Linked DNA regions of Manis pentadactyla: region 1 is linked to region 2. A link is a contact called in public Hi-C data. All regions are on one chromosome and are shown on one strand. Each heading gives the region's core, a stretch centred on a gene start, on an enhancer-like site or on the middle of the called end of the contact. The rest is flanking DNA. Distances are from core to core; before and after follow the strand shown. Region 1 holds the start of RNASE10 (ribonuclease A family member 10 (inactive)). Region 2 holds the start of RNASE13 (ribonuclease A family member 13 (inactive)).

Region 1 (7,032 bases), core at 1,087-3,586, 370 kb after region 2:
TGTCCCGTCCCTAGTGAATGAGACGTCCACAACGTCAATTCACCATGTTATATCAGCCATGGAAGCTGTGTTCTGCTTGAGCCACTAGGAACCCTCAGAGTTTTATAAGTTGTCTTCCTGAGATAGTGTCAACCATGAGATAACAGCCTGACCGCTGAGACTGTCCAAAATGGAGACTGGCAGGGGGAGATAGGAGTTCAGTGTGGGAACCTTAAGGAAACAAGCTGATGGGAAACTGTAAGAGGACGTAGTCTCATCTGTGAATGAGAACATACAGGCTTCAATTCCTTGCTAATTCTGGTCTCTTATTTATTCATCCTATCCAGTGGATCCCTTGGCTTCCGTCAGGAAGAAGTCAGTCTTGTAACCCTTCCACATTCCTAAATGCCTTCAGTTCACCTAGTGGGAAAATTCCTCACATGGCCAATTTTCTCTCCCATATCCGCTCTTCTTTCCTCTCCCCCCACCTCACTTCTCATTTTCTCCCTCACCTGAGACAATTTTTTTGTCTGTTTTCTCTGAAAGGGCTTCCCCATCAGGAAGAGGTAGGTTCCACCCTGGCCAGGTCCTTGCTTCCTGCCACTCCTCCACCCTCTCTGAAACGTTGGGGCCCCTGCAGATGCAGCCCTACATGCTGTTTCTGTGAGGTCATTGCCAGGAGAGGGGAGTCAGAGGTGAAAAGGGACATATTGAGCCAGGGGGGTCTAGAGGCAACACATTTAACACAGTTAAGTGAACAGGAAGCATGAGGGAAAAACAGGAAAGTAAAGCCCAGGTCAGAGTAAGCTGACCCTTTTCTTCCCTCCAGTCTCGCATTCACGGATATCCCTGACTTGTGAGTGTGTTACCATCTAAGAAGGTGACTCAAAGGAAAAAGCCGAGGGGGAAGAAATCTCAAAATCAAGTTACACAGCAAATCCTTATAGCTATTTTCTTGGATTCCCTCCTGTGTCCATGCAATGTCTAACCACACTATTTCTTAATGGAAATTAATTCAGAGGAAATAGACTGTGGGCAGCCACTTAACTCCTTTATTTATTAAACCCCATAGTGTTTCTCCTCCCCAAGTAGATCCATTCCCTTCTCCGCAGAGAAGTGCTGTGTGGGAAGCCCAGGAGGCTTACGTGACTGACCTAGAAGCTCAGGGTGGGAGGCAGGGAAGAGCCTGGGTAGAGGATCCATTAAACCCTGCAGTCAACACCCAACAGACTGGGGAATTGACAGATGACTGGAATCACAGAAGAGATGAGAGCAAATTTTTGCTAACCTCTTTCCAGGGCAGGAGATAGGATCTGAGAGACCTAGACCCTAGAGAGACTATACATCATTACCCTAGTCGGCCCTCTAACCCCAGGAACAAAATGCAAGTTGAGCCAATGCTAGGGCAAAGAAGAATTATATTTTCAGAGGAGCTGATAAAGAAATAGGCCAGCTCTCCTCCCAGAATCTTTGTTGCAGAATACCTAAGAGGCAGAAAACAGCCTGAGAAAGAGGAAGGGGAATGGAAGAGGAAGAGGAGAAGTTGCTTCATTGTCCAGATATTAACTGTACCTTCATGTCACTACAGGATATGATAATGAACTTTTCAAAAATTAAAGAGACATAATTGCAGTGAGGAGTGACTTGGCCTGATCTGGATAACTTGCAGAATGTCAAATCAAAAGGACTGGTGATTTTGTGACATTTGCCTCCCTTGAGCTCACAGGCAACAGTAGGACTGTTACAGACATTTCTGACAGTATTTAGATCCTCATGGATGAACGTGTACTCAGTTATGCGCATGCGGTTGTGCTCCTTCATCTTGGGGGCCATCAGGGTGTTGCATTCCCTGGCCATCAGGTGAAGCCTAAGATAGTCTTTTTTGCTCTGAAAGAGAGCCTCAGTTCTGAGCATCTTGTTCCCTCCAACTTCATCTTCGCTGAGGACTGTCTTCTGGCCAGCCAGGTGGCACCACTCCTTTGTTGCTAAACAGCAAGGTTTCTGTGGTTCGGGTGCCCGCTCCCTCCTTAGTGGCCTTGGCCTCGTCGTGTGAGTCACTGGACCAAAATTCATTCAGCAGCTCATCGTTACCCTCCAGGACAGCTGCGGCAAGTGAAGGCCCAATCCTAGGCCCGGCCTGAGGCTCAGCATCAGCAGCACCATCATGAAGCAGATCTGCACCAGAGTCAGCCTTGTTTCACCAGGGGGAGGGGAACAGAGGGCGGACTCTGCGATGAAACCCAGCTCCAGTAGAGACCCTAGGCCCCTAACCCCTGACAGGATAGCCTGTGGGGTCTCCTTTCTCTTCACTCACCCTATCCCCACCAAGGCAGAGGTCCTTCCCCAGTCTTTTCCCATCGCTCCTGTCCCTCCCCACCACAGTCCCTGTTGTTGTGTAATAATGTGTGGTTCTTACAAACAAAAAGATGGCCAGGGGAAGCAGCTCTGAAATTAGTTCACATATGGTGAATCAGTGGGCAAAGATGTCATCAATTGACTCTTAAATCAAAATTAGTGGCAAATAACCCAAGAGAAAGGTTGAGAAGACAGTAAGCACAGTATCATGCTTTCCAAGAAAGACATTCTTAGATCCTTGTTCCCAGCAAAGGCCTAGAATTATTGCAGGAGACCAGCTCTCTACTTTTATCCCAAATTTATTTTTGCTGATTCAAGTATCTCTTATTCTCCTTGCCACCCAACCTTCCCAAAAATGATCAGCTGGAAGAAAAAAAGTTTTACAATGCTAAGGCCAGGTGAGAGCGACTGCCGGGTCTCACACATCAGGGCCCTGCTCAGACTACATCTTGTTGTGCCAATCCCTTCTGCTACTAAAGATCTCTTAGCACTTGGGTGTCTCCTGCTGGTTAGTTTTATACTATTAAGGAAATAATGAAAGAAGAATGAAACCAAACAACTGACCTCCTGGGGTTCCCCTACTAATAAGGATCCTCATGAGAGCTGAGAGAAGTACCCTGCATCTTTGTGCTGCTAGGCCAGTCTACTCCCCCTATCAGGGAGAGACCTTCTCTGCCAGGAAAAAAAAATTTCTTAAGAACATTATTAGACAATTGATAAAATTAGAATATATTCTATGGAGAAGATAGGAGTATTATATCATTGTTTGATAAACTGAATTCAAAATTTGTACTGTGATCATTTCAGATAATATCTTTGTTCTTAGAAAACGAACCCTGAAATATAAAGGAGCAAAGGAGTATGATGTATGCGACCTGTTCTCAAATGGTTCAAAATATAGATGTATGTATGTGTGTACGTGTGTGTTTATAGACAAAGAAAGAAAATTAGTTTTTAAATGAGGGGAAAGGTTTTTCAAAATTGTGTATCTGGATAAAGGGTATCCAGGAGTTCCATATTGTTTTCATGTACTTTTCCTTAAAGTTGAGAATATTTCAAAAAAGTTTTTTTAATTTTTAGAAGAAAAAGAACTTCCCAGTTATTCACGGTGACACCCAACTCCACTGTGACCTACCTACACACCTAAGTAGCTTCAAAGATTCTTGTGTCCTTCTGTTCCCCAGGTTCTTCCCTCCCAGGGTTTCCTTCTCTCTGTGTAATACCCAGGAAGCTGGTCTGCAGAAAAATGGGTATCTCCCAGTGGATCATGTGTTTTTAAACCCAAACTTCCTCCCTAAGCCCACGCACCACCCCCGCACTCCCCAAAACAGCACTGAATAAAATCACTCAGCCAGTGCCCCACTATGTTCCCACAAACACTTTGAAGGAAGGCTATATGAGCATTGGGGCAGATCCAGACACCCAGCACAGGAAATGTCTCCACCCTGTGAAGCGGCAGTTTTGTCTTGACAGTTTTTCCACTTGAGTTACACCCACTATCCTGCAGTTTACAGCAGCTTGACCTTGCCTTAAATTTTAAACTAAGTCATTTCCTTCTGTTCTCCAACTGTCCTTCCTTTAACACTTTCCTGCCATTTCTGGAATGTCAAAATCTTTGGCCTTTATTTGGGTCATCTCTCCAACATAGTTATTTTGCTTTTCACATTTTAGAATCACGTATCATGACTTCACTGGAAGATCCAGAGTATTTGGCAATTACAAATGTTCACCTATCTTTTCCTCTGAAGGCTATTCCAGACTTCCACTCTCTATTTCCTCTTTCCCACCCCCAGACAGTAACTGTATTCCATGAGAATATTCAGATTTTACAAGCCTGATTATTTAGCTGTAGATAAAACCTTTTCCAGAGCAGCATTATCACTCCCAATCCCTACAGCCTGGGGAAGTAAAACCAGGAGGGTTATAATGTTGATTCTATTCACTTATCTTTAGCTAAAAGCAACATCATGAGATAAAATTTTTAAGAGCACTCTGGAGATTATTAAAGCACTATAAAAACCCTCTCTAGACATGATCAAGACTTTTTGGAGGATATTTTGCCTTGTCATTCAAGCAGGAGTTTTCAAATGGTGGTCTGGGAGTTGCTTCTGTGATCTGCATTCTGTCAGGCTCATCTTTTGCAGGGCTGATATTGATAATTTACAATAATAAGAATAACAACTAACCAATATTGAGCACTTACTTAATGCTAGGCATTCACTGCATTTCACCCTCACGATTTGCTCATGCCATCCCTCTCAGGTGTCCACTCTGCCCATGTGTTCTGGTGAGGTATCTCTGCAACATGCAGAAGGAATAAAGAATCCTTTCCAGAACCCAGTAGCTATCTAGAGTCATCTGGGATAATATATTCAACGACATGCATCATCTGTTTCTTTATAATTGGGGTGTTCTAGCTACTGTTAGGGATTGTTTAAAATTAACATTTGATTAAACATGCAGTAAGAACTAACTGTCATCCAAGTATTTAGACAGACAGGTTTTGTTTTTTTCCTTTTCTAGGCTACAGTTTTCTTCTCTCCTAAATTAGAATAATAGCAGCTTTTATTTCATAGGGATGTTGTGAATATTATATACAACACAGCATGTAAGACAGTAAGCGCATTCACTATTGTTGGTACTGTTATCGCTGTTACATAGCAATTGCCAACACAGGCTCATTGGCTCATCAAGGCCATTTTCATATTTAGAAATAACACATACTAAGGACTACAGCTGCTCACATGGCTCACTGCTTCACCTAGAAGAATCTCAGAGAAAGAATTAAGGAATTACAGACAGATGCTTCATTTTACAGTTAAGTGACTTGAAGAGATGAATATCTCAGATAAGTAATGGCAGCACTGATATTAGAACTCCTTTGACTTTTAATTAAGCAAAATTTATGATAGTATAGAGAGATGATAGATAATAGGTAGGTAGATAGATGTAGAGACAGAGAACTCTGATTAGAAAATTGGCAATGAATCCATCCAAGACTTAGATTCTGAGTGCTATTTCTCATTGTAAATTAATTAAATAGGGCTTCCATTTGTGGTCAAGATGGGATAACAGTGATGGATTTTGCCAGAAACTCCTAGAAAAATAGACAAATTACATGAAACAACAGATTTTCAAGACATTGGACAACAGGGAATAAAGAGTAGTGAGAAACAAATGAGACGAACTTACTCCTCAGCTTACTCCTGGGAGAGTTTCTAGGCCACGTGGCACAGAGGGGAAACCCAGGCAGAGTCTGTCAGTCTCCCTGAGTTGAGGAAGTAGAACTGGGAGTCCAAGGAGGTCAGGACAGCTACCAGAGGGGTCAGGACTGCAGAGAAAGAAAGCCAGAGATTTGCAGTGGGGTGATACCTCTCACTACCATCTATCAGAATGGCTAAAATGAAAAAAATAGTGGTAATACCAAACACTGATAAGAATGCTGATGGGAATGTAAAACGATACAGTCTGCCTGGAAAATCGTTTGTGAGATTCTTCAAGCACTAAATATGCGCTTATCATACAATCCAGCAATCACACTCCTGGGCATTTATCCCAGAGAAATGAAAGCAATGACCACACCAACAAACAAAAATGTGTGTACACACAAAAACCTGGTTGTGAATGCTAACAACAGTTCTGTTTGAATTGGCCAAAAACTAGAAACAGACCAAATATCCTTCAATAAGTGAAGGACTAAATACCCAGAGTCCATGTGCTCCATGGAACTACTCAGCAACGCAAAGGAAGGAACTACTGATACACACTACAACCTGGGTATATCTCCAAGGCACTATGCTGAGCAGAAAAGAAATTAAATGGTCATGTACTGTGTGGCTCCACTTACATAACATTTATATAACATGGATGACATAGTAGTGCTTACCAGGGGTTAAAGATGTAGGGAAAGGAAAGTGGGTGTGACTGTTAAGCGGTACCAAAAAGGTACCTGTTCGTGGTGATGAAATAGTTCTGTGTCTTGATTGCATTGATAATTTCATGAATCTACACATGAAATAAAATGACACAGAACCACATACACCCATTATGCTAATGTCAATTTCCTAGTTTTGCTATTATACTGTAGTTAGGTGAGATGTAATCACTAGGAGAAACCAGCTGAATGGTACATGGGATCTCTGAGGACTACCTTTACAACTTCCCGGGAATCAATAATTATTTCAAAATAAAAAAGGTTTTTTAAGTGCTAATGTTCATTACAGAAGTTTTATATAATAGTATAAAGAAATACACACACAAGACCCTCATCCAGGACTATTATTTACATGTTGGCAAACATCTGTGCAATCTTCTCCCAGGCCACCCAACCCTGTGTAGATGTGAAGTGTGATATATCTATTAAAATGACAAGATGAGACGTCAAATGGCAGTTGACTATAGTGAATACAGAACTCTGGAGTTCAGAGGCGTCCTGCTGGAAATGTAAATTTGGAAGGCATCAGCATATGACTATGTATCTAAAGTCATGAGACTGGATGAAAGTGAGGATCAAGGAAAGGTTGGGTTTTTTTACTTTGTTTTCTTTTAAAGAAAGGAAAAATGATAGCTTGTTATTGATAATAAAAACCAAGTAGAGAGGAGAAACTTATAATGCAGGAGAGAAAGGACAGAACTGTTGGAATAATGATTTTTGAGAGCTCAGACTCTGAAGATGGCCTGACTGGGCTGAAGTATGCT
Region 2 (6,753 bases), core at 3,696-6,195:
AATAAGGAATCATTGGTTCAAGTGCAGGTTCTGCTACTACCCAACTGGGTAAGCTCTAATTACACTTTGTGAAATCTCAAATTTTCTCATCCTGTAGAGGCAAGCGATCCCTGTCAAGTCTCTCCCACAAGGGTCTCATATGCTACACCACGGAAAGCCTGAAATGTAGAGGAATATGAAGTGGGACGGATGTCTCTGTCTTCTTTCCTTCTGGCCACCTTTCTGCACACAGGTCCCCTCACCACCCGTCAGAGCCGGGTAAGATTTCTAGTTTAGGAACAGAAACAGCTCTGTCCATAAATCACAAACACCTTTTTCATTTATTTCCTTCTCTTGTCATGATGCCATGATAAGGTGGGGCAGGAGGATGAAAGACCATCTCTTCTGGAGCTTAGCTCACCAACGTATCAACCTTAGCTCCTCCTCAGCCTCTCAGGAAAGCGTGAATTAGGAAGGGCCCCAAGACATGAAAGGAGGAGAAGCTTCTGGGAGTAGGGGGAGTGGTGCGGAGGCCTGGAAGGGAACCGAGGTGCAGCCCAAGGGGCAGAAGGCTGGGAACCTAGAGGACTTTGTCCAAGTGCCCAGGGACCAGCTGGAACTGCCCAGGGTCCTTCCACTGGGGAGGCTCACAGGCCACAATGTGAGAAGCCGCCAGGTGCTCTCTTTGTACCTGCAGTCTGGATACCTCCCCGAGGTGAGCTCACACGTGGTCAGGGACACAGGCCCTTGGCTCTGGTGGCAGTTTTCATGGCCACTCTTGCAAGCAATGATTGGGTTCTGACAGGCTTTGGCCACACCAGGGGAGGATTCGTGCAGGAAGGTGTTGAGTGAGGTCTTTGCAGCATCTGGGGTCCTTGTTGATGTTGCCCATGGCTGTGTTACATCCCCAGGGCCTGGGTTGCACGTGCTGGGTTTCAGACCACTGAGCTGAGGTCATGGTGCTGGGCTTGGTCAGGGGCGGAGTCCTGCTCTGGCTGTTACCATCACTCTCAGGGGTCCGCCAGAGTGGAAGGCTGGGGTCGCTGGGGACAGAAAGTAGAGGTGAGAAATAAACCTTCCTGTATCTGCTCCTTCCAGGTAATCACACTCCCTCCCCCTGCATCTCACCCCTTCCTCCTGCTCTTCATGCCCACAGCCAATGTGACCCCATCTCCCTCAGCCAGTATCCCTATCTTCCTGCCTTCAGTCCCTCTTGCCTCCCACTTTGTTCTTTCTGCTCTCCCTCCAGTCCTATCACCTTTGTGTCCCTGTGTCCTTATCCCCTTCTCGGTGTCTCACCCCCTCCGTGACCCCGTTGCCGCATCCTGTTCTGTGCCTTGCCCCATCACTCTCCTCCCTCCCACGTGTGCCCACACTTTCTCCACATTGAGCCTTCCTTTGTCCATCTTATCACACACCCGAGTGTACTCTTCCTGGTCAGATCACATCCCTTCTCTGCCTCTCTCCTCGCCCTTGTCCCTTCACAGACCTCACCTCCTCCCTGGGTCCTCACACTGGGGCTCCTGCTCAGGCACTGGGCCCTGGCCACCAGGCCTCCAAGCTCTGAGGGCTCTCCTCACCCCCTGACACCCCCTGATAACAGCTGGACTGTGCCGCTTCTCTGTGTGAGTGGGCAGGGGGGTGGTCCTGGGTCAGGAAATGCCCAGCCACCATTTACATGTCCCATGAGTGGATGCCTATGGAGCTAAGGGTACCTGCCTGTTTATGTTCAGCAGGGGGAAGCTGGCATCCTCACACTCAAAGATTCGATTTGGCCCCTGGTCACATGGTTGTGATGAGTCTAATAAAGCACTGACCCAGGTGTCGACTCAAATGAATTTCAAGAAGAGTTGTTATGTATCTTCTCCTACACACACCTCTGGTTCATGATTCTGGGAAGAACCAGTCATTGTGGTAAGGAATGCTTTTTCTCTGACCTGAGATACAGACAGAATAGCCTAGAAAGTTGCTTTGTATGGTCTCTTGTGAGCAGGACTTACTGCTCATCTTTTGGAGGAGACAGAGGAGACAGGGAAGTAGATGAATCATCAGTCATCATGCACAGCACCCCAATTCAGTTATTCTATAATGATTCACTGTAGAATAGCTGAATTGGGCCCCTCCAGTTCCAGGCACTGAGCAAGACCACCTGACTTTACCTGGAGAAAGCACCCAGTGCCTCTCAGCCATCACTCTTTGCCTCCCTACTTTATTGAAATTTCCAAAACGTAAATATTTTTCAGTTTGGAAAATGTCATTGGTGGTGATGTTGGTCAACATCCTGCATCAGGCTTTCCTTTGCCTTGTATGCCTTTTTCTGGTGGCAGTTACTGCTGTGTGGACAGCCTGAGCCAGGACTGCTCTGGGGGCGCCAGAGAGCTTGGCATATGGTGCTGAGAAGGACCAAGATGCTGAGGCAGAGAAGTATTGCTGTAGGTTGGAGACCCGGAAACTGAGATGAACAGCATTTTTGTTTTCAGTATTCACCTGTAATCAGTAGGTGATCTCAGAATATTGGATTCAGGTTCATTCACGTAGGCCAAAAATATTATTGAGCACTTACTATGTGCCAAGTGCTTGGGACACGTTAGTGAGTGAAAGAGACAAAATTCCTTACCTTTGGAGCTTACATTCCATTGGGGGGAGGAGAGTAAAAAAATTAACATATAATTGCTCGAAATGATAATTGCTAAGGAAAAATGTGGAACAAGATGGAAGTTGGTAAACGTGATTTTTAAATAGAGTCATTGAAGTAGGTGATTCTGGGATAAAGACTTGAAGATGAAAGAATGAACTTACACTTGTCTGGAGAAGAATGGTCCAAGTAGAGAGAACAATAGTGCATGGATGCCTGGGTATTAGAGGAACAGCAAGAAGTCCATTGTGGCTGGAGCAGACGAATGATGGGGTCAGGGAGGGACCAGAGGCCAGGTCATGGAATGCCTTAGGGACCATTAGAAGGACTGCAACTTGCTTGGCATGCAGTGGAGAGCCCTGGGAGCGTTCTAAGCAGAGAAGTAAAAGGTCTATTTCCAGATCATGGGGCTGTTGTGTGGACTGCAACTATAGAGAGGCTATGTCCACCATCTCAATCATAAGGCTCGTGTTCTGGTTTGGAAGTTAAGATCTTTAGTAAGGAGGATGCGGTATTTGTTTTGGGGCCGGTGGGAGTTCCTTTTAGTAGATGGAGAACACAGCTGTGGATCAGGATGCAGGCTCTTCCAAAAATGTGGTGTTAAAGGTAGGAATCACCACTAGATGGCAACAGAGGACCAGGAGCGAGTCCATGCAGGCCTCTGGCTCCTGGGCAGTTTGCCCTCAGTGGGGCCTTGGCCATGGGAACAGATGCGCTGCTTTATTAAGGTGCCTGAATCTTTGCAGTTTGAACTTCTGGACAGAGAATTATGTCTCTACTGCTGTAGATATGCAAATGTTTGGAGATAAAATCAATAGTTTAAAGCAGCCTCTGAATGGCAAGTGGATCAGCACAGGCCAGTCCAGGGTTAAGAGCTCATCTGAATTCCTTGCCTGGACTCCTTTTCACTTCTCATTATTCTGGAGTGAGATGCTTCCAAATCACGACTTGTGCTACCCTCTGCTCTTGTGTTTTCCTGTCATAATAATTATCCCGGTTTGCTCTTCAGCTCCATTATGCTGGTTTCTCTAGAAGGCTGCTTTAGCGCGGGGTGAGAGCAAAACACAGTCCCACTGTCTCAGGTCAAAGGAGAGTAAAAGTTGAGTGAAAAGTAAAGGAAGAGAGAGTAAAGGTTGAGGTGTGCACACAAAAACTGAAGAGTTGAACCTACCATCGGACATTTCAAGCAGAAACCCTTACTTTGCCTCGATCATTTGGATAAGGCAGGTGATTTTCTTTGCTTAAACCATCCAGTTTCCAAGATCTGCTTCACTTTGCATTCAATAGGATGATTTTTCCACTTTCCCTGTACTTCATGCCTGGGACAAGAGGAAGAGATGGAGGAAGGGGAAGGGAACTAGGTTAGGGAGAACAAAGGAATCAGGCATCAGGCCAAGGACTGGTCAGAGAGTCTGGCAGAAGGGAGAAGAGGACAATTTGAGAAGGGAGAGCAGAAGACAAAATGGTGGGAGAGAAGGTGGGATGGAAGAAGGCCCCTCACACAGGCCGCTTCTATCCAGGGAGAGGAAGCAGCTTACCACAGCCTCTTTCTCATTCTATCCCAGATTCACTGCTCTTGGCTGAACTGCTCCCCAGGCCACTGCTTTGTGTGTGTGTGTTTAAAGTCATTGGGTGGGTGCTGTGAAAATCCCAGCAGTGCCAGGTGGACTTCTGCCTGTCTTCCCCACAGGACGACAGCTGCTACTTCCTCTAGCCTGGGCAGGAATGGGGAGGCGGCTGGGAGGGAGGAGGGACCGCCTGGATTGGAGCCCACCTTTCAGAGTCCAGCCTCTCTCTCTTCTGGAGATCCACATAGCCTCTGGATACTAATGGAGATCCCATGAGGGTTTCCCTCCAAGCAGGAGCAAATCCAAGTTCTGTGATGCTCATTTTGTTGCTTCTAGGATAAATAAAGGTAATGGCTCATTTTTGTAGATGGGGACAGTAAAACAAACAGCACGTTGGGGTCAAACGTGGGACTTGCTTTAGGTCTCTGTATCCTCATGACCTTTCCTGAGGAACAGCTGTGGGTCTGGAGGAGGCAGTCCTGATAGAAGGCTGGAATCCTTGGCTCCCAGACCAATGCTTCTAGACAAGCCAGGATGTAGGAAGCGGGACCTGACTGGGGTTGGGAGGCCTCACCAAGCCACTCACTCTCACAGGCCACTGTCAGCTCCCCCATGTGTCTACAGAACAAAAGAAAAATCCCCCAGCCTGCTCTTCAAAGTCTGACACAATTTGACAAACCTGTCTTTCCAACTTTACCTCTGACTTTTCTCTCACTGAGTTCCTCAACCCTAGCCAGGCTGATTTTTCTCAAAACATACCTTTCATAATCCTCCTGATCTCCACTTAACTCTTAACTGTTATTTATTTATTATTATTGTCTACATGTATTTATTGTTACTTTCAGAAGACAAGAACCATCATCACCCATCTTTTGCACCTTCCTCAGGATAGAGCATTGTGCCTTGCATATAAGTGACTTTGACCTCTGGCCTCCTGGGGTGGAAAGCAGTCACTTTGCCCCTGAATCATCCCAGTCCTAGGTGAGATCACCACCAGCCCACAGCATGGGTTAGCAGATCAAGGGCCTGACAGTGCAGCTCCTGGACTTCAACCCAGAGGTTGAGGCAAAGCTGTGACAAGAAGGTTGAGATGGCTGAAGGACAACTCAGAAACTGTCAACGACACAGGTCTGCTGTTTGAGCAATTTGAGCTGGACAGGGCAAAAAAGTGACACCACTGAATTACGGTGAGCTCACTCTGGGCAAAATCTTGGGGTTCCCCTCAATCACTGGGGAGTCCTATGCACCTGCCAGTCTAGCCAGTTGTTCTTGAAATGCTCACCACTTGGGGAGGGAGCAGGGAGAGAATGTGTAGATGACTATATGCAGAGGGTAGCCTTCACAGGAAAAATGAATCAAGATTGTTTCAAAGGTGAACTATCAGAACTCCTTTTGCTGGTAAAAAAACAAAACAAAACAAAACAAAAACTAGCACCCTTACAAACAAAATCTGACAAATATATTTATTAGTCCTAGATATTTGCCAACCCTTTTCAATTTATAAAGTGTAAGGAAGTCTGCCCTTGTTAGGAAATCGAATTCATAAGAACAGAATTTCTCAAGATCAGTACTATCTACATTCTGGTCTAGATAATTCTTCATTGTGGGAGCCATTTGGGGCCATGTCCAATGTTTAGCAGCATTCCTGGCCTCTACCCCCTAGATGCCAGTAGCACCTCCCAGTTATGACAACCAGAAATGACTGCCCAGGACAAAACTGCCTCCTGGCTACGAAACACTGATTGGACTGTGGCCTTGAGCAACCTACTTTCCTCTCCACACCTTAGTCTCTTCATCACTAGGGTGATTCTTGAGGATGTAGAGTTCAGAGTAATGGAGTAACAATCCTGCAGATCTTAGGCTTGGGGAACAATGAAACCATGACAAGGATGTCAGAACAGAAAAAGCAGCCCTGTGGACCAGTACCTCTGGGGTGGGACTTCACAGGCCAGAGCAGTAGGACTGCAGTTTGGGCCCATCACACAGGGGCTTTGTGAAGATGGATTTTAAGTCAGGTGTTAGAGGGGACTCTAGATTGGCAGAGCAGGGATTGGAGGTCACTTCCCATACCCAGTTACCCATTTATATAGTTTAAAGGTTAAAAGGCACTTTCATGCTGACCATCTCATTTTATTCTTGCAGTTTCATGAGGTAAAGAAGGCATTAATCCCATTTTATAGAAAAGGAAACAAACTCAGTAGGTTATCTGATATTAAGTCCTGACTCCTTCCTCTACAATGTGCTGCTCCATTTCTGCAATCTGTGTGCAAGCGTGAGTGGGGGTGAGTGGGTAGTGAATGAAGGAGACTGAGAAACATGAAAAGCCCCTTCTTCTCAAGGAAGCTGTAGCCTTAAGCAAATAGGGAAGAGGTGACCTGCTTTGAGGTGGGGACCGCAAAGTTGTAGGCTTCCTCAGAACAAAGACTTGGGGCCATGTCCAATGTTTAGCAGCATTCCTGGCCTCTACCCCCTAGATGCCAGTAGCACCTTCCAGTTTTGACAACCAGAAATGACTGCCCAGGACAGTCATTGCTAACAAAGCATTTTGTTCCTCAGAAACGTGATAGTGTG

The links. Hi-C and Micro-C count contacts between places; a contact is called where the count stands out from the background.
Region 1: a Hi-C map of blood shows a contact between it and region 2, with 4 times the contacts expected there. The contact joins the promoter of RNASE10 here to the promoter of RNASE13 in region 2. A contact is called at or near these places in 2 of 3 Hi-C or Micro-C datasets (blood and fibroblasts).

What each region holds. Positions count from the first base shown.
Region 1 is chr11:79,995,136-80,002,167 of mManPen7.hap1, forward strand. RNASE10 (ribonuclease A family member 10 (inactive)) reads right to left here and starts at 2,337. Exons shown (of 4, transcript XM_036880664.2): 1 at 2,294-2,337; 2 at 2,097-2,170; 3 at 1,937-2,094; 4 at 1,019-1,935. The coding sequence starts at 2,337. The coding sequence ends at 1,528.
Region 2 is chr11:79,623,664-79,630,416 of mManPen7.hap1, forward strand. It overlaps RNASE13 (ribonuclease A family member 13 (inactive)), which reads left to right and starts at 4,946. Exons shown (of 1, transcript XM_036880575.2): 1 at 4,946-6,753. It overlaps LOC118909824 (ribonuclease 8-like), which reads right to left and starts at 1,469. Exons shown (of 3, transcript XM_036880574.2): 1 at 830-1,469; 2 at 663-828; 3 at 1-660. The coding sequence starts at 937. The coding sequence ends at 560.